Regions from separate parts of the Mus musculus genome. Here regions 1, 2, 3, 4 and 5 are each linked to region 6. A link is a contact called in public Hi-C and promoter capture Hi-C data. All regions are on one chromosome and are shown on one strand. Each heading gives the region's core, a stretch centred on a gene start, on an enhancer-like site or on the middle of the called end of the contact. The rest is flanking DNA. Distances are from core to core; before and after follow the strand shown. Region 1 holds the start of Dcn (decorin). Region 2 holds the start of 4930525C09Rik (RIKEN cDNA 4930525C09 gene). Region 3 has its middle 78 kb from the start of Gm34044. Region 4 holds the start of Fgd6 (FYVE, RhoGEF and PH domain containing 6). Region 5 holds the start of Cep83os (centrosomal protein 83, opposite strand). Region 6 holds the start of Eea1 (early endosome antigen 1).

The links. Promoter capture Hi-C pulls out the DNA fragments that hold promoters and counts their contacts. Hi-C and Micro-C count contacts between places; a contact is called where the count stands out from the background. Capture Hi-C pulls out chosen DNA fragments and counts their contacts.
Region 1: a contact with region 6 is called in a promoter capture Hi-C map of maxillary cranial neural crest, with 4 times the contacts expected there. The contact joins the promoter of Dcn here to the promoter of Eea1 in region 6. A contact is called at or near these places in 2 of 39 promoter capture datasets (hippocampal neurons and maxillary cranial neural crest).
Region 2: a promoter capture Hi-C map of pre-B cells shows a contact between it and region 6, with 3 times the contacts expected there. The contact joins the promoter of 4930525C09Rik here to the promoter of Eea1 in region 6. A contact is called at or near these places in 3 of 39 promoter capture datasets (frontonasal cranial neural crest, hippocampal neurons and pre-B cells).
Region 3: a Hi-C map of B cells shows a contact between it and region 6, with 8 read pairs. The contact joins the enhancer-like site here to the promoter of Eea1 in region 6. A contact is called at or near these places in 7 of 39 promoter capture datasets (the 3T3-L1 cell line, the C10 cell line, hippocampal neurons and 3 more), 1 of 15 datasets of contacts at CTCF or cohesin (large pre-B cells), 4 of 484 Hi-C or Micro-C datasets (B cells, muscle stem cells, olfactory sensory neurons and 1 more), 2 of 115 datasets of contacts at active chromatin or transcription factors (astrocytes and pro-B cells) and 2 of 9 other capture datasets (adipose tissue and liver).
Region 4: a contact with region 6 is called in a promoter capture Hi-C map of adipose tissue, with 4 times the contacts expected there. The contact joins the promoter of Fgd6 here to the promoter of Eea1 in region 6. A contact is called at or near these places in 2 of 39 promoter capture datasets (liver and pre-B cells), 1 of 484 Hi-C or Micro-C datasets (uterus) and 1 of 9 other capture datasets (adipose tissue).
Region 5: a contact with region 6 is called in a promoter capture Hi-C map of adipose tissue, with 4 times the contacts expected there. The contact joins the promoter of Cep83os here to the promoter of Eea1 in region 6. A contact is called at or near these places in 2 of 39 promoter capture datasets (erythroid cells and pre-B cells), 1 of 484 Hi-C or Micro-C datasets (rod photoreceptor), 2 of 115 datasets of contacts at active chromatin or transcription factors (the 230-238 cell line and microglia) and 1 of 9 other capture datasets (adipose tissue).

The regions. Positions count from the first base shown.
Region 1 is chr10:97,477,544-97,481,995 of GRCm38.p6, reverse strand. It overlaps Dcn (decorin), which reads right to left and starts at 2,496. Exons shown (of 8, transcript NM_001190451.2): 1 at 2,207-2,496.
Region 2 is chr10:97,712,212-97,716,969 of GRCm38.p6, reverse strand. It overlaps 4930525C09Rik (RIKEN cDNA 4930525C09 gene), which reads right to left and starts at 2,198. Exons shown (of 3, transcript NR_130993.1): 1 at 2,115-2,198; 2 at 453-706. All of the region lies in intron 4 of Gm10754 (predicted gene 10754), which reads left to right.
Region 3 is chr10:97,311,184-97,316,147 of GRCm38.p6, reverse strand. No RefSeq gene overlaps it. Among named protein-coding and RNA genes, the nearest start is that of Gm34044, 78 kb to the right of the region's middle. Within about 2 kb of position 2,342, at least 387 of the 459 cell types and tissues checked have an H3K27ac peak or open chromatin away from gene starts, as enhancers often do. A contact at or near this core is called in B cells, adipose tissue, astrocytes and 6 more, where this site is marked.
Region 4 is chr10:94,034,472-94,039,032 of GRCm38.p6, reverse strand. It overlaps Fgd6 (FYVE, RhoGEF and PH domain containing 6), which reads right to left and starts at 3,032. Exons shown (of 21, transcript NM_053072.3): 1 at 2,723-3,032. The coding sequence starts at 2,738. Vezt (vezatin, adherens junctions transmembrane protein) reads left to right here and starts at 3,234. Exons shown (of 12, transcript NM_172538.5): 1 at 3,234-3,363. The coding sequence starts at 3,328.
Region 5 is chr10:94,686,813-94,691,898 of GRCm38.p6, reverse strand. Cep83os (centrosomal protein 83, opposite strand) reads left to right here and starts at 3,286. Exons shown (of 3, transcript NR_015524.1): 1 at 3,286-3,666. Cep83 (centrosomal protein 83) reads right to left here and starts at 3,109. Exons shown (of 16, transcript NM_029852.2): 1 at 2,853-3,109.
Region 6 is chr10:95,938,301-95,942,922 of GRCm38.p6, reverse strand. It overlaps Eea1 (early endosome antigen 1), which reads right to left and starts at 2,260. Exons shown (of 29, transcript NM_001001932.3): 1 at 1,951-2,260. The coding sequence starts at 1,974.

The DNA of each region.
Region 1 (4,452 bases), core at 1,247-3,746, 1.5 Mb before region 6:
TTACTCGCTACTATGTTTCCATATAACAATACACAGAATGTATAGCCTTGAAGCTTTTTCCAAAAACACTAGGAAATACACACACACACAAGTTAAAAAAAAAAAAAACTCCACACATTCATTTTTAATTTACATCTAATACTGCAGTATGTCTAAAACAGAATACTCCATACATAATTGTGATTTCTCAATTTAAAAAAAAATCATAAAGATTGTGATTCATCCAACCTCCCCAAGTTCAAGGGCAAGTGTCCTCTAGTAACCCAATCCCACTCAGCTGCTCTTAAAGGGAGGTTATTGTTTAGGGATGTTTATTTGGATTGCAGTAAAGGAGAAGACTGCTTCACATTAAAATAGAATGTTTATGGTTTACCACAAGTTTGCTGGACTTGCATATTTAATGCCTTGTAATTTTAGGAGAAGAAAAGAAATGAAACAACGTAATCTCAGATTTAATAAGAATAAGGAGCATTTCTGGAGATGTCTCTTTGTCATCTACGCTCCAAAGCAGACATGCCTGGTGACTTCCCTATCAACCCTAAAAAGGAAATGTTGAGCCCAGGCTCTGAGGAACACCATCTTTCTTTATATGTGTTTACCTTGTTAAAATAGGACAAATTCTCTGCTCAATCTTCCTTTAGACTAAAGCCTGATACAGCCAGACTGCATACCACTTCATTAATACCCTCTCTCTCTCTCTTTCTCTCTCATGTGTGTATGTGTGTATATGTGCAAGTGTGCATGCATATATGCATGTTTTTGAACTCTGTTATCCTAAAAAAATGCTTATAAATTTTCTTCCAGTTCTCCCATGAAATTTCTTTTAAAATATTTTTTATACTACTCAAAGATCCAGCGTGTTTAGAGCAATTAACTTAAGAGAAATCTTAAGAGTCACTGGTCCTCAACATTTCTTCAGTGTTTTTTTTTTTGTTTGTTTGTTTTGTTTTTTTGTTTGTTTGTTTTTTTTTCCTTTTGTTATAAATGGCAACTAGAACAACAAAAAACAATTTACAAACGAACAGGTTGTGACTGAAGCAACACTATATCTTGTAGAAACTGTTCCTCTCAAATATTTGTAAAGCCATTTTTCCACTAAAAAGAGTTGTTTAAGTTCCGAAATGTCTCACCAAAAGTAATCTGTCTGGCCCCAAAACAATCTTTCTTTATTTACTTAGCTATTTCATCCAGGTTAACTTTTGTATAAACATACTTATACTGTTGTTAGGTGTTTCAGAGTTAAAACTTAACACGTATGTATGAAGTGAATCTGTAAATCCCTCATTTTAAGGTGAATTTAAAACTTCAGTAACAATAGGAATAATTAAAATACAAGCAATAAAAATACATTTGTCCACAAACAAGAACTACAATAAAACCTATGTTTCTTTTGGAGAGGTCTGCTAAAATAAGCAGCTGCAGGAAGAAAAAGCCACAGGCACAGAGATCACTGGAGTCACACACTGGGGCACACGTAACCAGTGGTCCTCTGCTTACTCTGCTTTAAGTTAAAATGAGAATCAACCCCCACCCTCACCTCATAGTGAATGCACCTCATAAGAAAGGTTAATTTGCATCGAAAATATTGACAGAAACATTTATAACCAAAGAGCTCTGCAGCTGTATTATCTCAGATCTTTAACATCATAAATATTTCCTGTGTTCCTTTTCACCTTTCTGGTAATAATTCCTATTCATTTCTGGTGTTGCAGAAGTAGGCATTATATTTCTACAGCCAGAGACTTGTCTTGCTGATGTTTTAAAGATTGTGAAGTATGCAAGAACACAGCACGAGAAGAAACCCTTAAATACCTAATTTAGGCACAAGCAATATGCTAGTTACGAATGCTTTTCTGCTGACAGTTTATAAAGAGCAAAGCATTTCATCAGTACAAACACAAAACTACCAATATAGACAAGTCATGGTGTTAGGTTACAAGTTTTTAATAAGCATATTTGCAAGAACAGAAGCAAGAGCACAAAACCAATGCATTCAAACAGTTTTGCCTTTTTGTTTGTTTGTTTTACCGAGTACTTAACTTCTGTTTTCAAGCAATTCATTTCTAACGTTGTCTAAAGATTACTAAAAGTTTAGCACAGCTTCCTTCTCGTTCCTTTTTCTCACCAGATATTTTCTTCTGCCCTCCACTTGACAGAAGCTTTATTAGCCTGTAGCAGAGTTCAGGACAATTATTGAAAGCCATACCTTTTAATCCGGGTATTTGCCACAGGAGCCCTCAAAGCTGCGATGTAATTAACACTAACTATGCAGCCCAGGCAAAAGGGTTTGCAGGTGTGGAAAGAAGGAGGAGGGGGTGGTGCTGCCCTGTGACTGTCACTGGGTTGAAAACCTCCTGCTTCTACTCCATAGCACAGTTAAGAACTAAGGTTTCACTGCGTGAGCGCATCCAGCTGACACCCACATTAGATCATATGGTAATGATACGTCTCTTGTATTGTAGCCAGAAACTTTATCGGCCCCCTTCTCCCTCCCCCTCCACATTTGCTTTATCCCTTTGCATCCGCCCAGCATTCCAAACTGCTTTTGTAGTCTAGTGGAGCAACTTGATTTGAAATTTGTCTTTTTTTTTTTTTTCTAAAAGATTGTAACTGAAGAATTTGTCTCCCCACCCCCAACCCCATTCCAGTCTCCACCCTTTCCAGTCTTGTTTGTAAGTAGTATTTATTATCCTTCTGAAATGACTTTTTTCCCCCTTGCTTTGGAGATGTGTGGGTCTGGAAAATGGAATGGCATTAATCCTAAAGCTTTTTTAAATGTGGTCTGCAGAGAAGACTAATTAGACTTCCATAGAATTACTCCTGGGCTCTGAAGTTCAAGTGCTCTGGAGTTCTCTGTGCATTTTGAATGCATTTCTATGGTGTTCTGGGACAAAGCCAGAATTTAATCTGGAAAATATGTTGTTTATTATTTTCATTACCTACGGCTTCAAAAACTTCCTTACTGTCTATTCTTTGCTGCTGTTGTTGAATAAAACACATAGAAACTAGACACTGATTACAATAAGATTTAGTTTGTAAGTAAAGAAAAAAATAATAATTTTTATAGATGGGTCCCTTATGTAATTAGGACTTTCTGTGGCTCTTTTTAAATTTCAGTAAATAGGCAGGGGGAGGAGAAGAAAGTGCAAATTGAGTAACATGTTTATTCAGGCAGTGAAGAAAGTTTTTGGAGATTTTATAATTCCATCTCTGGATGCTGTGGGTTGCTCTGTTTGCCTTCCCAGGTTCTGACTCGCATTTTTCTGCTCAGGCCTCCAGGCTCTGATCAGGTGGGGACTTGAAGCCACCATCTATGAAAAAGGAGGAGATTCCCCCTATCCTTCCTTTACCCACCTAAGTGCATGCTTTGACAGGAAATATTTTTTTATTTTTATGGAGCTGGAAGGAATTAAATTCTTGAGAGGGAATCTGAGGGAGGGGGAGGATGTAGCTAGACTTATTTTGACTTCTTTCCCAAGTCTAACTGCCTGTCTTTTAACCTCTCCCTCCACACACTCCATTCTTGCAGAGTCGAAGCATGCTGAGTGATTCTGTTGAGTCCAAGTGTTCGCTGACATTGGTGTAAGGAACATGCCCTTTCTTCTGGCACTAATTGACTTTCTCCTCTGAATGTTGCTTGTATTTATAAGTTTCTTCTGACATGCGATAACTCCTTGCTCATTGCCTCACTCCCAGAAAACACACATAGTCCCTCTAACACAGTTACTATAGTCATTGTCTTTCTTAATCGATGATTTGTTTCTTAGCAACACTGAACTTCACTCTAGTGAGTCAGGACAAATTGTGGCAGCAGTCATTGCCTAATGTAGAATAAGACAGGAGATGAAAGCAAAGAAATAGGAAAGAAAAGTAGAATAAAGTTGGCAAGAGGAAACAAAAGATGCATATAAATTAGTTTGAATTTTTACTGGTGGGGCTGTTAGGTTTAAAGTTCATATCTGGGTTCTTCCCTTTGATGACAGGTTTAGGAATTAAAGCAACTCCCCTAACCTCCCCAAGCTTCAGTCTCTGCACCTGTGGAATACATAGAAAACGTAACTCAGTGGTTAGTCTTAGATGGAGCTTGAAAGCAGACAATGTATAGAACAAATTTATTTCAACTTACTTTCAGTATAAGTGCGCCATAAATATTACTTTCCATTATTTTCTGGTGTGTTATATAGTTTACAATTGAACTAGCCAAGAAGAGTTGCTCCTCCTGTTTTGAAAATATAAAAATTGAGAACCAGTGACCTCTCCCTGCCCATGAAGCTAAGTAAGACCCAAAGCACAAGGCAGCTCCCAGAGATTCTAATTCTGAATCCAGGTTACATAGCTGTGCTTCATCATAAGGAGAATGAGCACACACACAGGAAGAGTTACTGTTAAATCTCTAAGATACGATGCCTTCTCATTTTCAAAACTGCACACAAGTTCAATACCGGGACCCAA
Region 2 (4,758 bases), core at 949-3,448, 1.8 Mb before region 6:
TCCGTAAAATCAAAGAAAAGGTTTAGTGAGGCAACATTACCCATTTGGAAATGGAAGTGTCTCTGTGTGTGTGTGTGTGTGTGTGTGTGAGAGAGAGAGAGAGAGAGAGAGAGAGAGAGAGAGAGAGAGAGAGAGAGAAGAGGAGAGGAGAGGAGAGGAGAGGAGAGGAGAGGAGAGGAGAGGAGAGGAGAGGAGAGGAGAGGAGAGGAGACAGACAGAGAGAGACACAGCAACACAGAGATAAGAGTTTGTGTGTGTGTGTGTGTGTGTGTGTGTGTGTGTGTGTGTGTGTACATATCAATGTATGTGTTTAAGAATTTTGGGTCACAATAATACTATTAGAAACAGAAGAAACAACTACAAGACTCTAAAGCTGTGATGTATATGAAACCAGGTATGATCTATGGCAACTTAATTTTCAAAAGGAATAAAAATGTTGAGGCATTTCTCACCTGTTCCCAGAGTCTGTGTCGTTGACTCTGTGCCATCTCAGCCCCAGCACCCAAGGGCACGTGGCGTCAGGTAGCAAGTAGTCCAGAGCACAGGCAACAGGTAGAGCCCGCTAGAGGACAGTTATGCTAGCTTCCTGTTTACAAGCATAACAGAGTATCGATAACGATGTCATGCATTGGTGCTTGTCCATGGGATGGGTTTCAAGTTGAGCTGGTTACTGGTTGGCCGTTTGTCAGTTCCTGTTGCGGAATTTCTTTTAGATAGGACAAATTTTGGGTCAAAGTTTTGTGTGTTGGTTGGGTTATCCCTCCACTGGAGATTCTACCTGGCTACAGGAGGGGGTGGGGCTTTTCAGGTTCCATGGCCACACTGTTGGCATCATGCATGAGGGTAGGGATTGGGGGGATCTTTAGGAAGTCCCAGAGATGTTAGATGGGGGAGGCTGTCAGGAATCAACAAAATTATCTTTTCGGTTGGGAGGCCACCACAACCTGTGGTGAACTGTACTAAAAGGTCACAAAATTAGGAAAGTTGAGAACCATGGATATAAAGGATCCTTGTTCCAGGAAGGCTCAGTATATGATCACAGAATTATTGATTAGAGTTAAAGATCAATGGGCTAGCAACACAAGGACCCAGTATGGAATACAGCTTATTCACATAAGGGTTAGCATCAGGCTATGGGGGTGGGGGGTGGGGGGTATTGTTCTCATGAGCATAACAGCACATACTGCATACTTGGGAATCTTCCAAGGCTGGCAAGGTTTTCAGAGGAGCATATTATCAAGGAATACAGAGAGCTGGGCAGAGCAGAGGGTGTGAGTGCCAGGGAAGCATCTTGAAAGGGGCCGGCCTGGCTTATAACTATTCTCAGTCCCCTTAAACTTGTCCTCCCTAAACACAGCCTCATTGTTCTCATAAACTGGACTCTGAACCTGCGGCTTCATGCTCTGAGAACCTTCTCTTGAAATGCCTGACAATCTTATCTTTTAATTTGTGTTGAAGGTATCCTCTGGTAAAGCCCTGGAGAATGGCCTAGGACATAGAAGCTTGCCCCGTCCTGTGCCTTCTTACCTCCACTTCCATGAGCCACTGCCTCCTCCACCCCTGAACAAAGGCTATTCCAACTTTCACTACATGCCTGGACATAAACTCACTCTCTCTGTCTCTCTCTCTCTCTCTCTCTCTCTGTCTCTCTGTCTCTGTCTCTCTCTCTCTCTCTCTCTCTCTCTCTCTCTCTCTCTCTCTGTGTCTGTGTGTGTGTGTGTGTCTGTGTGTGTGTGTGTGTGTGTGTCTGTGTGTGTGTTTCCCTCTCTTTATGAGTGTGTGAGGTGAGGATAACTGGAGTTGTGGGCCAAACAAGGGCATCTGTGAGAACTTTGCATTTGCCTGCCTGTGTTCATTCATATAACACAGCATTCACTGTTAAAATCCATGTGTGTCTGTGAGTGTGTGTGTCTCTGTGTATGTGTGTTTGTGCACATGTGTGTGTATATGTGTGTGTGCATATGTGGTGTGTGTGTCTGTGTGTATATTAATTTAAGAGATAAATCACAGAAGAAATAAAAAGCTTTCTCCCCTGTTCCTTTACATAGAACATTAGAGCTTTGTGCTGTCCCTCACAGATCCTGGGTCTGGACCCTGATATGAAGGATTCATACCTCACAGAGAAGAGCTAGAAACGGTGGTGCCAGTGAGCAGTGAGGCGGCACATCAGGGAGATAGGGAGAATGGATGGCTACCTTGAGGTTGCAGGGGCTGAGGGACTTTACATTCTGAGCAGTTGCCAAGGTAGCCTTTGTGAGAGACCGGGAGGGTGTCCCATCAAGGTTCCAAATGGAACCAGACCAAAGTTTTCATGATTGCCCTGAACATGACAATGATAACCCTCTTTCCTGACGAAGGCCCCTGCTGAGGGTACCAGACAGAAACACTGCAAGGGTCGTATAAGTTGGTACAGCAAATCCTTTTCAAGAGTCTATTTATAGAAACTTCGTTTTGAATCTGAAGCAGCCACTTATGTTGAATGCAGAGGAAACGTCAAGGTACAGCTAGGCAGAAGGAGCCACAGCGTGGCAGTGAAGTGCTTGGGTCGCATTTTAGTATATTCTGCTTTTGTTTTACTATTTAGGACGTTTAGCTAGAACCTTCATTTCCACTCCAGAACAGCCTAGAGTTCACTGTGTGGTAGAGAAGCGCCTTGAACTTTTGACTGTCCCGTTTCGTCCTCTCTAGAGCTGAGATTACAGACACGGGTTATTACACGGGGCTGCCTTTTCATTCTGTGAAGCTGGTTACCGCAAAAAAACTAGTGAGTTTTCAGCAGCAAAGGAAATAGCTCTCAGCTCTCCATTGTCAGTTACCAACTTTTCAACTGGGATATAAGGCCTTAGTTTCTTTTATGGTTCATTTAGAAAATGGGGTTTTGGGGTTCCTAGATGCTCGGGATGTAATGCATGTTAAGTTTCCTTGCAAATGACTATGATAATGCTGATACTTTAATTCAAATTCCTCCCACCACCCCCCCCCTTTACACGGGATAATAGGATGCATCAAAGCACTCTGTACTAGGTCTAAGAGAGGAAGTTACAGCCATGCATCCTCTAGGCCAGCTCCATGTCTCTTGAACCTGAAAGACTTAGGTGGAGCAGTGGGAAAGTCAAAACATGGCAAACAGAAGTGGAGAATTTACAAAGCAAAGTGGGAGAGACACAGGGTGAGAGTGAGCCACCTCAAAGATGTGGGCCATTAAAGGGAGAAGAGGATGAAAAGGAAAGAAATGTTTTCCTTTTTGTGAATTCTATGCAGGTTTTTATTCCACATCACTTCTACTTCCAAGTGGCTTGGCTGTTTTATATACTATTGTTTCTTCCTTTCAATATAGAAAAGTCTAACTAAACATACCTCAGGGTCTCTCCTTACTCAACCAGAAAATTGAGCACGTGAATGAAGAGTCACAGAAGAACACTAGAGGACGTGGTGAGATGGCTCAGAAGGTAAATGTGCTGGCTGATAAGGTGACCCCAGTTCTGACCCCTTAAACCCACGTGGGTAAAGGAAAGAACCTACTCCTACAGGTTGTGTTCTGACCTACACATACAAGCTATGCCCCCCTCTCATACACACACACACACACACACACACACACACACACACACAAAATAATGTAACACACACACAGTAATGTAATAAAACACTTTTGAAGGCTGAGAGGCCAACAAGAAAAATCCACTGTAAATCTAAAGAAAGTATTAATCACTGCATGCTTTATAAAAAGATCGTTGGGCATTTAGCCCAGAAACTCACATCCAAGTATAAAATTTCACAGCCTTTCCCACAATTAACAAAAATCTCAGCGTATATCCTTTTGACATATCATTTCTTATATGTATATTTGAGGTTTTTAAGGTAAATCAAATGCATTTTTATGGTTTCAGCAAATGGAAAGAAGACTTTAAAATCATGTTCATAGTGTGACTCGGTATTTGTACACACAGAGCCCTTCCCCACACACACACATACATGAAGATATAAAGCAGTAGTTAGTGTAAGGTTTATGTGCTAACAGGAACACAATTTAAAAAACAAAAAACCAAAACGCGACTGTAGCTTCTTAGAAAACAGCGCCATCTAGGGGAAGCTGACAGAGCCAGCATTCTATCTGCAATGCACCACCTTGCCGCTAAATTCCAATGACAGATGTTAAAGAAAAAAGGAAATGATTTCCACATTCCAGACAGTGAGTTCATCTAGAGAGCAGTACCAACAGGGTCTGGGAAGATTATGTTTGCACCACTTTATTTCTATTGCTCACATTAGGCCTGAGTATAGCTTTTGTTTACACATTTGAAGTGGATTCCCCATTCACTCCTCAATATCAATGCAGTGATAAAAATAGGTTTTAGAAAGGAGTTATATATTGGTACAAGACTAAGATTTATCTGGGGAAACTTTTGCGATTTAAGAGCAACTTTAAATAACTTTATTAGTACCCAAACAGGTCTGAAGGTGCTAACATGGTTGGGTTTTGTTTGTTTTGTTTTGTTTTGTTTTTGAGTAAATGAAAGCTCGACGTTATCTCTTCCTTAAACTCACAGTGTCTACAATGGCTTTCTCTAGGCCTCCAAACAATATCAAGTAAAATGCAATCTAATTTACTTAAATGTTAAAATCAGGCTATATAGCTTTGATTTTCTTTCTAGTGTTTTTTTATGACCATTTTAGAGAATTATGAAATTTCTGAAAGCATATTAAACATACTTATATTCTAACATTAACATGACTTTTCAGGTAAAATATTTTGAA
Region 3 (4,964 bases), core at 1,093-3,592, 1.4 Mb before region 6:
GAGAAGCAAGCTGAAGACACCAGCTGTCATTGACAGACATCCTTCTCCACCATTTTACCCAACACACAGAAAACTGTCACTCCTCAGCAAGAACCCATTTTGTCATGATAGAACTAGGGTTTGGTCTACTCTATCGGTTCTACAAACACATTGGCATGAGGGCTTCAGTTCAGGGACTGCACCCATCTCTCGGTTAACATGATCACAGTTTAGTCAGCAGGTGATCACAAGATATCTTGGAGGCCTAGGGATCTACATTTTGCAGACAACAATAACTCCATTTCTTACCTGGTTAGTTTGGAACCTGGCAGCATCCAGTCCTTTTCTGCTTACCATTCTCATAGAGGCTCAGGCAAGGGACCTGCATATGTTTCTTCTCCCAGGAGAACTTCCATGGACAAGAAAATGTACACCAGGGTTGGATAAAACTTAACAAATGCTGGGTGGAGGGGTTAAATGTTATTTTCTTTAAAAAATAATAATATACCTATTTTATTCTAATAGTTTTTGCCTTTAGGGAGTTTATATATAAACCCAGAGACTGCGAGGTGAAGACACATTTAAAAAAATTGATATGATCGTTGTATATTTACTTTTAAACCAGACAAGCATATAATCAAACCAAACCACAAACAAACAAACAAACAACCCAAATCAAGGCACTTCCCAGATGATTAAGTCAAGAGCAAAATGACCCGGCCCAAAGAATGAGGGCCTAGCATCAAAAAAGTGTCATGGATTAATTTTTACTGGAGTTCAATGTGCTATATGCCACTGCCAAGAGAAAAGAATCTTGCCTGGTCTCAGTTTTTTTCAGATTCTTTGACTCTAATAAGAATGAATATTAAACTAAATTGTTAGCAGCTGGTTGCCTATCTAAACCTAGCAAAGTTCCTGGGAGCTATTATAGAGGTTTTAGAAAGCTGACCTAGTGTGCCTCACACAGTTGTTGGAAAGAGTGGCCTCTTTTCCAGGTGCATTGTTACAGTCGTTCAAATTCACCATCAGAAAAGCAGGGGACATTTCTCCCCAACAGTGAAATCTGCTAAGGCAAGGTACACACCTTCCCTACATCTTGACTGTTCTCCACAGTTCTGCTAGAACTTTTGTGTAAACTTTTCCTTATCCTTGGCTACTTTTGTTATGGAAGCCTCTCTCCTGAAGAACGCCTGCATCTTTGAATAGGATCCTAGCCATGTCTCCCAGGAGCCTTTGCGGGATTTCTGCACTTGCCTGACACCATGTTTAAATGACACTTTCGTGGTTTGCAACAAAAAATAACAGGCCTTTTTCAGGAGATGAACAAAGAACAACAAATAAAGTCATATCGCCAAGCTTGGATAAATAAATACTAGGCAAATCTACAATTTAAAAATCTCTTGTAAGAACCAGGGGAGATTCTTAACATCTTTCTTATTTAGGCCTCCACAACCCCCCCTTTCCTTTGCAGGAAATAGTTTCATTTTTCTGCCAATAAATTGCTTTGTGATATATATTTTGAGATCAACTTAGCTTTTTCTGCTTTTTGGCCTATTAAACGGAAGGCTCGGGGGTTGGGGGGTGAATCAAACTTTACAACCTGGTATTTTCACATCTGGCAACTTTTCGTTTCCTGGATATGTTAGATAATTTACAAACTATGTGTTTTGATGCCTTGTCACTTAAAGTGTATTTAGGGAGGTTAAAAAAAAAAAGTCCCCCACTGAACAATCGGTTGAATATGCTGCAAACCATGCTTTATCTAAATACCCCCACAAAAATACCCCACACTGAGTATTTATAATTTTAGATGCCACACATAAAGTGTATACATGTTGCAGTAATTATATACATATTGAATGCGGTAAGGGAGAAAGATGGATATTATTGTAACTCTCATTCAGTCACTGATGAAAATTTTGTCAACCCAAAATGAAAATCTACAAAAATCCCTTGTTAAAAGCACCTTCACACTCGTATTGAAACTGTGTGTGTGTGTGTGTGTGTGTGTGTGTGTGTGTGTGTGTGTTTAATACGTCCACACACTATGAAATGTTTTTGGATCAAGTCTGAATACAATATATTTTAGGCTTTCTCTTCCTAAAAGGGTAATACAGAGCTTGTGAAAACGCAGGTCCATTTCTGAGTTAGTTGTTTACGAAAAAGCACATGCTAATGTAACAGTGTATATGGAATTAAAGAGAAAATGTCAAACACGCCGTGACATCCAAAATACATTCAGCTGCTGCCTTTTACTATGGGGACTTTCATTCTGCCGCGGACTGCCTCCAAGACCCAGTGGTTTTGTGTGTTGGGTTAAAAATAGCCTGCCAAGCCTGACAACTAGATTCTGATTGGCCCGAAAGGGAGGCCGTTCAGCCAATGAGAGCGTCTGGGAACAAAAGCAATTCTTTTGTGTGTATGTGTGTGAGAGAGAGATGCTCAACCCACGTCAAAACAGCTTCGGGCTGTAGAAATGATTTGGGTAGAGATTTAACAAGGTAATAATGCATTTCAGCCCTCTGAAAGGTTTGAAGCGGAACAAAGCGGGGGGTGGGGTGAGGGGAGCCGGGAAATCTACAAAAGAAATGGAGCCAGAGCTCAGCTTCTACCGATGAATCATATGGGTGTTCGTGCTACAAGCAATACTCGTTTTCCTTCCCCCCACCTCCCTGAGACCTTTACTTACTTTTCAGGCATTTTCTCCTCCCAAACAGACAAAAGCCATCAAAGGCTTTTTACTAATGTGCAAGTTTGTTGTTGTGATTCGCTGGCAAGGAGAAAGGGACAAAACCCAACTACAAAACTCATTTCATTAAATGTCACAAAAAGAAAACAAAGACCCATGAGTTGTACGCCGTGAGTAGTGAAGATCCTGAAACTTTGAGCTTTAGATTGTGGGTATCAAACACAGCCCACACTCTCAAAGACAGTTCCGGGTCGCTCTCCAGATATGGAAAACAAAGAGGGACTTGATTAGAGACAGCTCTGGGTGCTCAAGGCCTTGCGAGCATCGGGCCGCCAGGGGTCGCTGTTGCACAGTCGACGAATCTCTTCCGCGGCGCTTTCCTGTGTGTCTTTAAGGAAAGAAATAGGATTTGATAGGTACTTCTAGCTTAGGACTAAAAAGGGGTTTGGGGGGGGGGGGTGAGGGGGCGCTGTCGCCGTTTGAAATCCTTAAGTACGGCTTATGATCAACACTATGGGACAAAGCAACCGAAAACACAATTTACTATACAGGGAATTTAGTGCCACGGAGGACAAATGTTGCTGCAATAACTTGGTATTGTGACTTAAGAGAGCTTTTCCTAAACCACGTCGCGATTTTAAATTAGATGAAAAGAGTGAGCACACAACGCTGTTACGGATACCTTATTGTCTCCAATATGTATATGCGAGTGACCTGTGTAATGTACCCAGCCAGACGTGTTTTGGCAAAACAATTCAGATAATACGTGGCTTACATATTAACCACAGAGGAAAGTGTCAGTTCAACACACTGTTTTCCTCTTGAGCGTAGATTTCACGGTACAGGACACATAAGCAAAACTTAAGAAACCTTTACTCCTGGTGTGGGTGTGGCATCTAAAATAACCCCGCTTCTGAGTAAAAGAGGAACAAACGTTTATAGTCTAATTGGGCATGATAAACTAACAATGCCCAAACATTTTCTGTTTGAGAAAAAGCATAACATATTTATTTGTGAAGTATTGTTCCAAAGTACATATTGGAGCCAGTAATGGACTTTTTTCCCCTGTTCATATTCATCTAGCAAACATACAAAACTGGAAGCGTCCTGTGCCTTTCTTTTTCTATGACACTCAATTATAATGCGTTGTACACAGCATATAAGGAACTAAAAGGCAAAGAATAAAACCTACTGATTAACTATATTTCCAAACAGCTACATTCCCAGAAGACTGTGTGTATGCCTGCCTGCACGTATTCAGCATTCGACAGCTCCAAAAACAAGGTCTATTCCCTTAAGGACTGTCATGAGTTTTATGAAGTTTGCTCAATCATGTTGGCCTAACAGCAGCTAGAGAAACTGATCATTTAGCCAGTAGGTATAATTGTCGTAGAGAGCCCAAGAGACTTAATAGAAATAGCATGAGGTGGTGTCAGTGGAAGAGTGTTGGGCCACCGTATGTATACTGCCTTATTCCATGCATTGGCTGAGTTCCTTACTTGCTCAAACCCAGGCCTTGCAGCTGCCCCCCATGCCAGACCCATCCCATTGGCAAGCACCAATCCCTAATTTTACTAAAGATGCTCTGTTATGCTTCAGACAGGAGCATCTTGTCCTCTGAGAGGCTCCAACCAGCAGCTGATTGAGACAGTTTCAGACACCCACAGCCAAACAGTACATGGAGCTTGGGAACTCCTACGGGAGAATAGGAGGAAGGATTGCAGGCCAGAAGGGGATAAGGACCCCATAGGAAGACCAACAGAGTCAACTAACCTTTGGGGCTCTCAGAATCTGAACTACCAACCAAAGAACATACACAGGCTGGACCTAGGCCTTCCCGTACATATGTAGCAGATATGCAGCTTGGCCTTCATGTGAGTCCCAAATAACTGGAATGGAGGGATTGACGTGACTGCCCCAAAAGCTGATGCCTGTAGGTGGGATATGTTCTTCTAGTTGGGCTGCCTCCTCGTCTTGCCTCAGTGGGAAGAGAAGTGCCTAGCATGGAGGAGACTTGATGTCCCAGGGTGGGGTGTGTTCTCAGAGGGGCCCCTACCAGCTCAGATGAGAACGGGGGGGGGGGGGGAGGGAGAGTGGGGGAAGGGTTGCGGAAGGGGGTGACTGGGATGGAGGCTGTGAGCTAGACGTAAAGTGAATAAGTAAAAAAATAAAATTAAAGAGAGAGACAGAGACAGAGACAGAGAGATGAGAAAATGCAAGCAGTTGTTGCCCACACTGCTCCACCTCTATAGCCACCTTCATCATCTGCTTAGAGTCACACATGTTCTTTACAAGA
Region 4 (4,561 bases), core at 1,783-4,282, 1.9 Mb after region 6:
TATATGAAACCTTTCCTTACTGTTAGTTCTTTATTTTTAGTTTTCGGAGACAGGCTTTGCAATGTAGCCCTGGATATCCCTGAACTGCAGTCTTCCTGGCTCACCCTCTCTGGTCCTGGGATTACAGAGGCACAACACTATGTCAGCTTCATTACTATTTTTTAAAATTATATATTATGTGGTGTGTGTGTGTGTGTGTGTGTATGTGTGTGTGTGTATTCCACTGCATACATGTGTTAGATGAAAACATGTAAGACTTGGTTCTCTCTTTTCATCACGTGGGTCCCCAGTGCCCAAACTCAGGTCAGCAGGCTGTGACAGGAAGAGCCTAACCACTGAGCCATCTCACTGGCCCTTATTATTTGTAATGCTTTGAAAGAAGAATGGCTCAAAACAACACCAATAAGACATTATGTTATGATTCACTCCAATGCTCAAAACCTATAGTCAGTACACACTGTTTGGAAATGAATGCTGCACCTCTGGATCTTGATATTAATATTAACATCCAGACCCAAATGCTTCCTTAGAGCAATTCGGCAAATCTTCTATTTACACAGCTGTCTGGCTGCAGGGGAAAGCGAAGGTAGAAAGGACCACTGCTGTCTTACTGCTATAAACAGATTTGTCATCTGTTACACACAGGTGGCCGTGGCTCACGAGCACACTCTCTCTCTGGGCTATTCCACGAGGCCCCAAACAAAACCGTACAGGCATGAATGAGAATAGTGAGATGTTTATGCACACTATGATGGAAAGCTACTTTTAATTAACTCTCTTTTATTCCATGTACTACTCAGAATACTTCAAAAAATCTCCTCTATGAGCTCACACTTCAACCGCTGTATAAAAACAAGCAAAACCAAAGCAAACTCTTCCTCGGGACACCTGTCACTTAAAGGTGGTACAACAGCCCCCTAATAATAAATTAGGCCACCCTTCCCAACTACACTAGATCAGGCTAAAACTAACGCTCTGCTTCATTAGTAATTTTCCCCAAAGCTTTAATAAATTTCATTATTATGAAACCCCCCCCCACACACACACACACGACTAGCAAGGAAATGTATGTATAACTTCATATAATGGGCAGGAAAGAGAAACCTCAGTCCTCTTCCGTATCCCCCTAGATGTAACAAAAACTTACAATAAATCTCATCAAATCGGTGAGCAAAAAAGTAATGATTCTCAGCAAGCCATTCTTAAAAAAAAAAAAAAATCAACTCACTCAGCTAGACACAGGAAGTGTCTCTCTTTTAAATACCACAAAAATGCTGTGGATTTCCTTAATTGTAAAGTTGATAAGTATAAAAATAGCTAGCCTTGTTCTGGATTAATTTGAAGAAAACAATCGTAAACTTCCTGACTGAATTCTAGAAATTTTAATTATTAAGTTTTAAGTTTTTATTTTAAATTAATTATATTAATTCAGTCATTTTAAAAAGCTGAACGATGGCGAGGGTACAGAAACTTGGGCTGAAAACGATCCGTTGTTTAAATGGAACACATCCCAAAACTGAGAGAAACGTTTGTAAATAACTCAGTGCATGATGATCACGTGATGAATGCACATCACTTCAAAGAGAATAAAGGTCTCACTTTCTTATTGTTACTAATTTCTTGCCTGTTTGAAGTAATCCGGATTTTGCCTAGCAGTGTGACTCCTTCAAGGCTTTAGAAGTACAAATCAGAACATTTAGTGTGTGTGCTCTCCTGACAGTTTTCAAGTTGCAGGAATGTTAAACAAACGCCAAAAAAAGCAAAGAAAATTTAATCTGATACTTAAGTGCTAATTCTAGACCTAACTGAAGTGAAACTTACGCTCTTTTACTACAAAATCTCTCATCAAAGTTTCTTCTGATGTGGATAAAGATGCCTTTAATATATCCCATACCTTATTAAATTCTGGCTTTGAAAATGTGCTGTGTTCTTATAAAGAGACTGTCCCTTGGACACAAATTTGGAAGATTAGAAACTGTTCCTTAAAAAGGTCACAACACAATGAGCCAAAGTGCTTAAATTCACACAAAGGTAAGGAGAGGCTTTGTCATTTGGGTGAGTGGAAAGGAGGCAGACTGAAAATAGGGCTTTGTTTACACAGTCCAGGTACGAGGGGGGTGGGGGGGGGAGGAAGAAAGGAAGGAAGGAAGGAAGGAAGGAAGGAAGGAAGGAAGGAAGGAAGGAAGGAAGGAAGGAAGGAAGGAAAAGGTGAAGATGAGCAAAAAACAGGGAGGGGTAGGTGCAGGGGAGGGGGCAACTCGGTTTTGTTTTATTTTACCAACTAATAGTCCATACTCACTCAGGTAATAGGGCTCAAAACACCAGGGTGCAAACAGCTCTATCCAACCCTCCTTACAAGCGCGAAGAGTTTCAGTCAATAAATACTAGGTTTTCAAGCAACGCGGGCTAGTGGCGGAGTTTCTTCAACTCGCTGGAAAACTGTCCTAGCTTAGAATAACTGACTCCTCCACACCGGACTCCACGCTTCCCACACCGCGCACAGGCAGCGACAGCGCCTAAGTCACGGAACCCGAGCAAGCTCCGCGACGCCGTCCCATCACCTGGGCTCAGGGGTGGGGGACGCATCCCGGGGACCCCACAGCGGGCGCGGGCGACCGGCGCCAGTCCCGCACCGCCCACCCGCGGGGAACGCAGCGGGAGCCGGAGCCCGCCGGCGCCCGCCGCGACTACTCCCCAGCCCGGCGCGAGCGCAGCCACTTACCCGCGGCAGAAGTCATGACTGCCCCGCGCGGCTCACGCCCTCAGTCCATGGCTCCCGTTCAGTCCACACTCCCCAGAGTTTGAGCAGAAGACAAAAGTCCCCGCAGCGCCCACATTCCGTCCCGCACCGCCTGAGCGCCTCACAAAGGACGGACGCCGGCTCCCGCGACCCTCCGGCGGACCCGGGCGCTAGCGGCCAGCGACAGGGGGACGTGCACGAGCGCCGCTCCGCCGCGCTCCGGGACGATCGCCAGGCGCGCGCACGAGAGGAGATCGCAGCGGCTTCGCGGACGCGCGCCCCACCTCAACTTGAGAGAAAAATCCGCGCTCCAGGCGCCCCCTAGTAGTCAGGGGATGTAAAAGGCAGACAAAAGCCATAGCTCTCTCCAATAGGAGCTCTGGAACGCCCGCCCGCTCCCGCCCCTCCAGCCTACACGCTCACCCTCTTCTCCAATAAGCAGGTCGGAAAGGGGCGTGGGTCGCGATGCATGCCGGGAGTTGTAGTTTTCAGTGCCCCCGAGGTGGGCAGGAGCCGAAGCCTGGGTGCTGCCCGCCCTCCTGCCTTCATTTCCCATCGTGCTGAGGCGGGTGGTATGGCGGAGAAGGATGACACCGGAGTTTGACGAAGAGGTGGTTTTTGAGGTGAGGAGAAAATGGCGGGGAGTGTGGACCGTCTTTGTTTCCGAAGGACTAAAGGAAGAGCGAGAAGGCAAAGCGATTCAGAGGGGAGGGATAGGGTGACGGGCGCCTGCGGGCCTGGGTCCCCAATCCTCCGCTGTTTCGGGGCCTACTTGCTGCAGCCGCCTGACAGGTATAGCTCAGGGGATCCTGGCGTGGTTGGCCTCTGCCCCGAGCTCGCCCAGAATTCCCAGACCCGGCGCAATTGACCGGCCCTGGGCGGGAGCCTTGATCGGTTCTTACCCTATGGCTGCACCGCCCTGGACTGCGCCTCGTTGGGGCGGGGCCGAAACGTGCTGGATATTCTGTCTACTACTTAACCTCCTTCCCTTTTTATCTTTGATTTTTGCGGGCCTGTTAATCCATAAGTGCCTCCGGTCATCATCATCATCATAATCATCATCATCAAGGTGTGGCCTCTGGAATGCAGGCAGGCAGCAGGTGCCTTTCTATGTGGGGTTTAAGGTCTGTTAAGTGAGACCTGTGGCCAATGGTGTGAGCTCTGGCGTCTCAGCACCTAGGTTCCATTCTTTTGTCCTTGCTGTTGCGCTAAGTGTAGCCAGTTCTGAATGGAAGCTCTGGTCTGGATGTGAATGCTTTTGTGTTGGACTATTTTAAGATGTCTCTGCCATCTTGAATTTAAAAAATAAAGCCTAGTTAATGGCTTTAGTGCCATTTTTACCCCATCAGACAGGTCAATACCCACACCCTGGAACGTGTATGTGTATGTATTGAATATGTATGCCATACTTTCCCTCAGCCAACTAGATTTCAGGGAATTCATACAAGAGAAAGAGAAGAAATCCCCCGTGGTGTATAATGGGAGGGTGAGGTACGGTACAGAATGTGAAGTATTGAGATATCTAAAAACTGCCCGTGGAAGCATAATTTGGAACCCATTGTCCACTCATAGCACTTTAAAAAGCTACACACAGCAAGTGATACCCTAGGTAAATCTTCAGCTCTGAATGAAATTAGGAAGATTGATGGGAGAAAATGTACTCCAGGAAAAGGGTTTTATGTATGCCAAAGATCGGGGTGGGGTGACAATACTGAACGTGCAGCTTTAGGGGCTGGAGTATGGAGGGTTGCAAAGTGACTTAATATAGCTACAGTATCGAGGAGGGAAATATGACTGCTTTGCTATTATGAAGGGTCTAGA
Region 5 (5,086 bases), core at 2,037-4,536, 1.3 Mb after region 6:
TATCAAATAAGTAAGAGTCACAAATACATACTGTAGAATTTCAAATGTCATGGTTAAATTGAACCTTATAGAAAAGGTATAATTTAGTTGTTTGGTTTTTTAAAAAAGAAGAAGGAAGGGGAGGAAGAGGAGGAAGAGATAGAGGAAGAAGAGGAGGAGGAGGAAGAGGGGGAAGAGAAATTGGGGCAGGGTAGAAAGAAATTAAGACTAATACAGGAAGGAGAAAGCAGGTTTAAAGGATAATGGAAGAAAAAACAGTTTGAACAAAGGCACTTTTTCCATAATGAATAAGAGATTGGGAAGCCATGGTGAAACAATTTTGAAGAAGTCGCTGTAAGTTAAGGACTCAGTTGTGATGGGAAGGGACTGGAGAGGTAGCTCAGCAGTTAAAGCGCTGCTCCTCTCAGAAGACACCACAAGCCTCAGTAACTACACAGGTGGGCTCACAACTGCCACTAACACCAGTACTGGTCAATGGTTCATTATGTCAACCTCAGCAATTGAAGGACACAGTAAGTGAAAACTAAAATGAAATCAACAGATTGTTAGTAAGGGTATATAAAATCCAACTCTTATTGCTAATAGTTTGACTTTAAAGATATCATTTGTCACAGTTTCAAATTGATGTCATGGTTGCTTCACACATCTAGTCTCAGCACTGGTTAAGACTGAGCCACGCCGGGTGTGGTGGCGCACGCCTTTAATCCCAGCACTCGGGAGGCAGAGGCAGGCGAATTTCTGAGTTCGAGGCCAGCCTGGTCTACAAAGTGAGCTCCAGGACAGGGCTATACAGAGAAACCCTGTCTCAAAAAAAAACAAAAACAAAAACAAAAAAACAACAACAAAAAAAAGACTGAGCCACAAGAATTGCCAGATGTTAAAAGTCAATGAGGAAGCTACAGTGGGTTCTAGATCATCCTGAGCAAAATTACAAGACCAAGCTTCAACTTAAAACAACAAAAAATAAATAAATAATAAAAAGGCAAACGACAACAAAACAATCATTTAAGCCAATCACTCAGGCTTGTGGTCCCAGTTATGGTCCTAAGAAATTCCTTTTCCCAAAGTTTGTCATTTAGAAAAAAACCTCAGGGACTTCATTCATTCTTCTTATCCCTGGCAAAAAGGACCCAAGGCTGTTGCATTAACCTAATCCTGAGATGCCTATTAGCATGTCAAGATGTATGTTAGCCTCTAGGCTCCCTCAATCCCTACTCACAAGTACCTGCTACAGAGTGTTCCTGGCTGGCACACCCTCCCCAGCTCCCTCCTGGGCCCCTCCCCTAACCCTCTCCAGCTTCCTTCCCCCAGCTTCTCTTTCCTGTACAACCTCAGTCAACCATCATGATGGCTTAGCTTACTCTCTGCACTCTAGGTTCTGCTTTCCACTCCACTCCTGGACCTCTTGCTTCCTTCCTTTTCCCCCCTCTCTCCTCTCACGACCTGGTCTATTCTGTTGGCCATGTTCAGTCTAGACCCTTCTTGTTGCCTCTGGCTGTTCTCTCCTTCACATCTACAGTAAACTCTTCTCCTCAACCATACCTTGGAGCGGTTATAGCCTCATTTTCATTCTGTCCTGGAATTCAGGAGGCTGAAGCAGAGAAATTGCCAATTCAAAGCAAGTCTGGGATACAAAGCTAGACCATGTCTTTAATGCTTTCCCCACCAAACAGAACACTTAATAAAGTAAATTAAAATAAAAACTTAGTTTACCATTCAAGTTATATCACTAAGGGTTCAACAAATGTAGACCAAGGCTACTGCTAAGCCAAGGCTTAAAAACTTGTACTGTTTCACAATCTCTCAAATGTATGTAACTCTAAATTGCTATAATCTTTTTATTTAAGAATATTATTAAATACAGATTGCATACTTTATCTCATTAGAAAAGAAATACTCAAAGAGAAATACCCAGCATACTCCGGAATATGTAACAACCAAAAAGAACTCAAATCCATTTACAACTCTCCATAGTCTTGTGTGACAACAAAAACAATCAAAGTGTTCTAATAATTCTAGATAAAATTTATTTGAAATCTGACTACAAAAGGCAACAAATGTAGCCACCTATAAACTAAAAGCATAAATCTGAAGAGCTCCAACTCGCTCCAAACTCAGATTAACAGGCCACATTTACTTATGTTCTAGTTGAATATTAGACTTGTTTACGGTGATGTTGCTTGGTAACAGAAGCACGGCTTTAACAACCTACTCGGTACTTTAAATCTCAGTTTAGTACTTTATACTAACAGCCTGAACATATTATGAATTCACTACATATTTAAAAAAAAATCATCAGAACAAATTTAGCCTGATCCTCAACATGTTCGAGAAGAAAGTGGTCTGATAATTAGAAGGTAAGCAAAGACTTAAAGACACTTAAATGCCCTCTAGGGCATTTTTAAAAAGCCAAGAGTCTTTTTATCATAGTCAGAAACTGGACTAAGAACTTGCCAAAGTACCAAGCCCAAAATACACTTCCCACAGTTCAGACCTTACCTCAGCAACATCCGCAAACCTCACTGCTATGACTACCTTTAAGGACAAGGAAAATGATGACAGCGTGGCTTTTCCCCCACCAATTAACCTAGAGGTGCTTTACACTAACCCCATGACTCCGCTGGCTACCGTGCCGCAGTGCACCAAAGAGCCCCGAAAGGAGTTTCACGTGCTTTAAAAAAGAAAAAGAAAAGAAAAACCTTGCATCCAGAACTCATCTCAGGGCCTGCCTTCCTAACACCGGCTAACACTGCTTCACCAGGAAACAAAACCCGGGTCCAAGGGCGGGCGCGGAGTGCCGCAGGCTTCCAAGCAGACGCCCAGCACGCCTAAAAAGAAGAGAGGTGACTTACCAAACTCACACACGGTCCCCGCTGCTCGCCCCAGCACAGCAGCCGCGCTCGCCACCGGGAGCCCCCGGCACAGCTCCAACCACCGCCACCCACTCCGCTCTGCTCTCCCAGGCATTGGGGCCGAGGGCTCGGGACGGTCCCACCGGCTGGGGTGTGGGGCCCGGAGCGGTCCAAGCGGCCGCTGCCGCCGCGGGGCTGGAGGCGAACCGAGGAGCCGGACGGTCCGCGAGGGCACCCACGCCTCGGGAAAGGTTGAGGTAGCCCGGGAAACTCGGAGGGCTGAGAGGGCGGCGGCTGCAAGGCCGGCTCCTCCTCCGCGGCCCGCCCTCCTCGGCCGACACGCCGCCCCCTCAGCCCGCCGTCCGCCACTCCCGAGCGGACCGCGCGCGTCCCGAGCCCCGGCGAGGCGCGAGGCAGGAAGTCCCGCCTCCCCGTCCTACGTCATCAGCACCGCGCGCCGCCCAAGGTCCGAGCCGTTGGTGAGAGGAGCGGGCTGACGGTTACGCGGGTAGCTGTTGCCGCTGTGGGGGAAAAAAAAAAGTGAGGATGCCACTCTGGGACGTCCCTGTGGGCCGCACCGAAGCCCGCGAGCCCGGGGAACGGCAGATGTCACCTCACGCCCGACTCCCGGTGGGCTGAGGGACTCTGTGCCCTTGTCACACTTCCTTCTCGGAGGGCTTGGACGGTGCTCTTCGCCGCCACCTCTGTTCCCGCCCGCCTTGTCATCGTGCCTGCTGGGCGGATTTTCCGGGCTCTGGCACCCAGTCAGCCTGTGAGTGCGGAGTCGCCCCCAGCTTGCCACCAGGGAAGTCAGGTCAGGACCTCCTTCCTGCCCCAGGCCCATCCTGTAGGCCCGCCTGCTCTTAGGGGTAATATAACAGGGTGGGCTCCTGGTCTCCAGGCTGCAAACTAAATTGACACTTGGTGACAGCTTTGATAATATTTGTGACCTAAAAGCTAAGGTAAATTAGGCTTTTCGCGTTTCAGGGTGGGCGATGGGAGAAACATGCATCCCGTCTATACCCATGCTTGCTGAGTGCCTCCATACTGTGGCCTTGGATCGCCACAGTGCATTATGAAGCACAGCTTATCTTCACCTCTCATGAACATGCAGGAGATGACTAGATCCGGGCTCTGGGTAGAGTGGTAACTGAGCTGTCACCATTTTTTCTAGAAATGAGGGTGCATACTATTATGGGTAGGTTATATAAAGGAGGTATGTGGGAGACACATTCACGATCAGAATAGAGAAAGCAGAAGTCCTGTGTGTGTGAGAGACATTGACAGTAACAATTTGCTGAACAGTCCTATATCAAGTGCCGCAGCATTTTTATAGATTATCTTAATCCCTAGTTCTGTAAATTCAATTAGGCGTTACGGATTCCCCAGATCCTGAAATCAAATCAAATCATTTGTAACCAGTGGAAATATCCGTTAAAAAAATAAAATAAATTAAATAAAATAGAATCACTGGAAAGTGAGGAGAAGACTGGAGAGATGACTAACAACTGAAGAAAAACTTTATTTCTCAGAGAAGAGTAAATGCTAGATGAACATTTAAACCGTTAAAAATAGGAGAAAATCCGCAGTGGTGAGATGTCTCAGTGTTTAGAAGTGCTTGCTGCTTTCCCAAAGGACCCATATTAAGGTCCCTGAAGCCAGGTCCTGCTGCTCAAATTGGCCTGTAACTACAGCTCTCAGGATCTGATGCCTTTGGCCTCTGAGAACATCTGCACCAACTCACATAAAGACACAGATTAGTATAAATAGCAATATTTTTAAATAGAAAATCAAGGTGTATATATTAATAACCATTTGTCTTAGTGAGGGTTTCTATTCCTGGACAAAACATCACGACCAAGAAGCAAGTTGGGGAGGAAAGGGTTTAGTCAGCTTACACTTCCACCCTGCTGTTCATCACCAATGAAGCCAGGACTGGAACTCAAGCAGGTCAGGAAGCAGGAGCTGATGCAGAGGCCATGGAGGGATGTTCCTTACTGGCTTGCTCAGCCTGCTCTCTGATAGAACCAAGAGTACCAGCCCAGAAATGGCACCACCCACAAGGGGACCTACCCCTTGATCACTAATTGAGAAAATGCCTTACAGCTGGATCTCTGTGGAGGCACTTCCCCAACTGAAGCTCCTTTCTCTGTGATAACTCCAGCTGTGTCAAGTTGACACAAAACTAGCCAGTACACCTTGTGATTAGAAAGGCCTTATCCAAGTATGAAATA
Region 6 (4,622 bases), core at 1,011-3,510:
TCACCCCGCCAACCAAGTTCCGAGTTCTAAAGGGAGGGCTACATCTTATTAAAAACCATTTCATAGCTCCTAGCATTATACATGGATCCTACTGAAGCTCTCCACTGTAGACGAGAACATTAACTATGAGAGACATTTCAAACTTTCCTATTGAAGGATAGATATATCCATATATCCATATATATGTGTATATGTATATACATATACATACCATGGTGGATCTCAACTAGGGGCAATTTAGCCCCTAGAGAACATTTGGTCTGGAGATAGTTTTGCTTGCCTGAAGCAGGTACAATATTAGAAGGAATGTAGCTTATCATTTACTCAATAGAAGGGATGGATGACTTTAGCTACTGACAAATGCACAAAGCCACCCCTACGATAGAACGACTTACTCACAAGTATCTCTAGTTCCAAGGCTGGGAAGCCCATTTGTCAATCTGATGTATTCAAATATGATGATTCAATAATATATTTCAGCAATAACCACAGTAAATACCATGTTTCCATTTTGACAGAAACTTCTAGATCAGATAAACAAACAACAATACGAAGAATGATCGTCATACAATCCCAGGTCTTCAGAACTGAAAAACCCATGTTTTTTGAAAGCCAAACTGTTGCCACCAGAAGCAACTCCCAAATCAGAAAACATTGTTGATAAACTTAAAAGCAAACCACAAACTCCTTTTCTCTTGGGTAACTGTATGGGGGGGGAGGGGGTGCACTCACGTGTGCGTGTGTAACCTGAGGTTAAGGTAATCAGTTCTCTTAAGCAAATCAAGCCATCAATCATGCACAGAAGCCTTTGCTGTTGAACAAAGCAGCTGATGGGGAGAGTAAAGGGTATGCCCTTGCTTGCTACCAAGGTTCAGCTCTATCAAAGTTTCAAAAAAACTACCAAAAACGATTGCAAAAGGAAAAAAAAAAAAATCCAATGTCCCCACAGAGGGCCAGAGCAGACGTTAACTATGTTTCCTCTGATGTATGACCAGATGACTTCAATGTTTCACAGAAGCTGTCTAAACAGAATCTTCCCTTCCTGTGTACTGGCTGACTCAACCCTCCTTGGCACATTTCTTAACTAAATGCTACACATTCAGTAAGTTCTTGTCCTTTGAACTAATTCTCCTACTCTCTAGGTAACATCTCTTTACATTAACCAGCTGCAGAAGGGAGCGAATGGAAGCTATCCAAAACACTTGAGTAGGCAACTCTTATTAGAAGCGATTTTAATTATGTTATTCTAGGAACTGGTACCTAAACAAAACATCTACGGCTTTCCAACGCTCTTACCTTTTTACCCTCAAGATTTCCCAGATTTTACATTGAGATAGCCCTGGTGGAAACTAAACTGGAGTGTATCTGCCGTTTGAGCCATTTAGTCCTGGATAACTAAAATGAGGTTCTGGGTCTTGGAGAGGAAAATGCACTTGTAATTCTTAAAAGAAACTTTCCAACAGTGAGTAATATCTTCCTTCTCCACCGACTTTGGCAGTTCAGCGTCTTCAAGTCCCAGGACTAGGCCGGGTCTCCCATGACCCTCCTGTACCGTGCAGATAGATGAGTAAGGAGGCAGACAGGCAGGTGCGTGTCGTGGGAAGGTGGTGGCACGCTGGGGCAGGGAAGGGCCCCGCAGCCGCCCGCAGCCGAGCACCCACGGGCGCGGAGCCGGGAGCGGGGAGCGGGGAGGGGCGCGCGCGGGCACCACACCCTCCAGCCCGTGGTGACAGCCCCGAGCGCGGGAGCCGAGGCTGGAGGCCCTCCGGGCTCCGGCCTGCGCCCCGCCCCACCCGCAGCCCGGCTCCGGCAGGACCAGCAGGCCTCGGCGCACGCTGTCACCGGGCCTAGCGGAGCTCTGAGCGCCCCCGCCCTCCAGCCCGGGCTGCCCCGCGGCCGGGCTCGGACGCTCGCGCTCACGTGCTGCCGGAAGGACGGTTTCACTCTTACCCTCTGCAAGATCCTTCGAAACATGGTTTGGCCGGCCGCCGCCGCCGCCGTCACCGCCGCCGCCGCCGCGGGGACTCTCCGCGCCCTTATGCGGGTTACTCACGACTGGAGGGCGCGAGGGGCCGGCAGCCGAGCCGGGAGGGAGGAGGGCGGGGAAGAGGCGGCGGTGGACGCGGCTTTGGCGGCCCCGACTTCCCCACAGGCGGCGAGAGGCTCACGAGCACGAGCCAGCGAGGAGGGAGCCAGCGAGCGCCCGCCTGCCGGGCCGCCCCCGTAACTGACAGCTGGGCGGGCCCGCCCGCCCGGGGCCGAGGGGCGGAGCCGCTGCAGCCCCGCCTCCTCGGCCTGTCCATCCGCGGGGAGGGCGGGGCCGGAGGGAGGGCCGGCCCGAGGCTTCGACCAATCGGAAGCGGGGCTAGTGTGAGAGACAGGCCACAGGAAGCTGGTGCCTTGGCTTCTTCCGCCGAGAGCTTGGACCTTGGGTGCCGGACCCTGCTCGGGAATGTTGAGGGTTGCCTGGTGTTCTGATGGAGAAGATGCGTGGGGACCTCACGGGTCCCGCCTGGAGGTGTCCCCCACACGGGGATGGAAGAACAGGTTTTAGAGCTAACTTCAGCTGAGCCCCAGCCTAGGATGGAAGTTTGCTAGCGCTCTTAGTGCAGCAACCCCGAGCCGGATCCTCCTCTTGGCTGGAAAGGCTGATTCGACCTCTAAACTCCAAGCCATTGTGGACCCGAGAAACCAAGGCTTACTTAACTGTGTTGGGCTTCCCCCTGCTTTTCCATACCCAGGTTACCCGCTTCCTTCCTGCTTCTGATTGCAATCAGAGCAACAATAAAACATGGGAGGAGGCTGGGTTTGGGATTAACTAGAGAAGTTTGGGTTTATCCTTTTGTGACAGGGCAAAGGTTTCTTCATCTTATTTCAGCTGGAGCCATCCTTGTTTTAAGCTGAAACACACACACTTTTACTAGCCCTTCCGTGGGAAAGCACCTAACTATGTTCTAAAAGCAAGGGGTAGAAATACCCCAGCTAACTTCGTGTCCTTGGCTTCTGTTTAACCACTTGCTTGCTTCCTCCTTCAACTGCCAGCTAGGATGTGAGTTTTCTGTGTTCTTTGTCTCTAGAAACTCTCTGTAATGTGCATTCGGGGTTGCTCTGTTATAAGTGTTTCTCTCCCAGGCAATTCCAGTGCTTGGGAGGCCTCTGCCAGGTTCTAGATGACTAAACTGCACAAGGTGAAACTTGGGATACTGACAGTACCTAGTGACCTGGGAGCTGAGAGAGCAATCAGAAAGGCTGGGAACTGGGGATGCCTAGATTGTGGGGTGGGGGAAAGCATTGAATACCTCAGGTAAGGTTTCTCTATCTGTAGCTAATAATCCTAGGGACTTGTGGAAAAGCTAAATGCAGTGTCAGTTTCTGAGTCGGTGGGGCCTCCAGGACGCTGTTAGGTCAGGATTGTGGGGGTGGGGGGGCTACCAGATTTGAGAACTTTGTCCTATTTTTGTATTGTGTAGATTGCTTGTGCTGTTCATTGTTCTTGAGAAATTTAAAATCATGGGTCAAAATTCTTCTACCCAGAAAACCCCTTGAATCTGATGAACTCTCATTTTAAGAGTCTCCAGAGGAAAGCTCACGAGTCTGGAGAACAGATCTCAACGGGAAAATTAACTACTTTGTGTACCCTTGATTGGTCTTCACTTCAGGTGGGCTGGCCTGCTGAAGGCTACTTCAGCCTTCCTCTTATGCACAAAGGGCAACGTGTGGTCTCTAATAAACCAGGACACCTGGACCAGTATCCCACATTCTGGCCTGAAGGAGTCCCAAATCCCAGAATTTAAAAACTTACTGACCAGATCTCTCCCCCAACACCACCATTTTTGTTTCAGAGAAAGTAAATGAAACTAAGGTGCAGGACAAGTGTTGGCCTCTGGTCCTAGCAGCACCGTCAAGGGAGTTATGCTGCCACCCTCTACACCTAGAACACCAGCCAGGCAAAAATACATGTCACCAGATCCACTGCTGAGCCCAGCTCACACCTGAAGCGGATCCTCTTATCAACCCCAACCACCCGATCATTCTCCTATTTCTGACTCTGACCCCCCAGTCCCCTCCTGACTCCCGTTTGGAGGCCTCCTCCCCACCTGCTCTTCTTTTAAAGGCACACCAGGCCTCCTTGGGCTGCCAGCTGCAGGACACCCCGACCCTCCCTTTCATGATCCTTCCCAGGAGCCTCATCTTTTGCCACTCTCACCTTGAGGGAGGCTTCTAGTATGGGGCTCTTCCAGGATAGGAAAGGCAGGAGACTCCCTCAGTCTGTGATAATTTATGTTCTGTTCTCCACTACTAATCTGTATAACTGATTCTGCAGTTGCAAAACCTCTCTCAAAAGCCTAGGACATCAAATAGAACAGGGTCTATCCACATTAGAAAATCTATTAACACAGTGGAAGAACAGGAGGAATCATTCGCTGATGTGGTTTTGCAGTATGGCAGGGGGCTCAACCAACTGCAGAACAAGGAGGTTAAGAGAAAAGTGTCATTTCTACGCAAACCACTCGGGAATCATTAGAGATAATTTGGTTACACTCCAAAGGAAAAAAAAAACAAAAACATAAAAACATTGCAGAAAGAGAAAGAACCCAAAATCGGGGAAAACAAAGAATGAT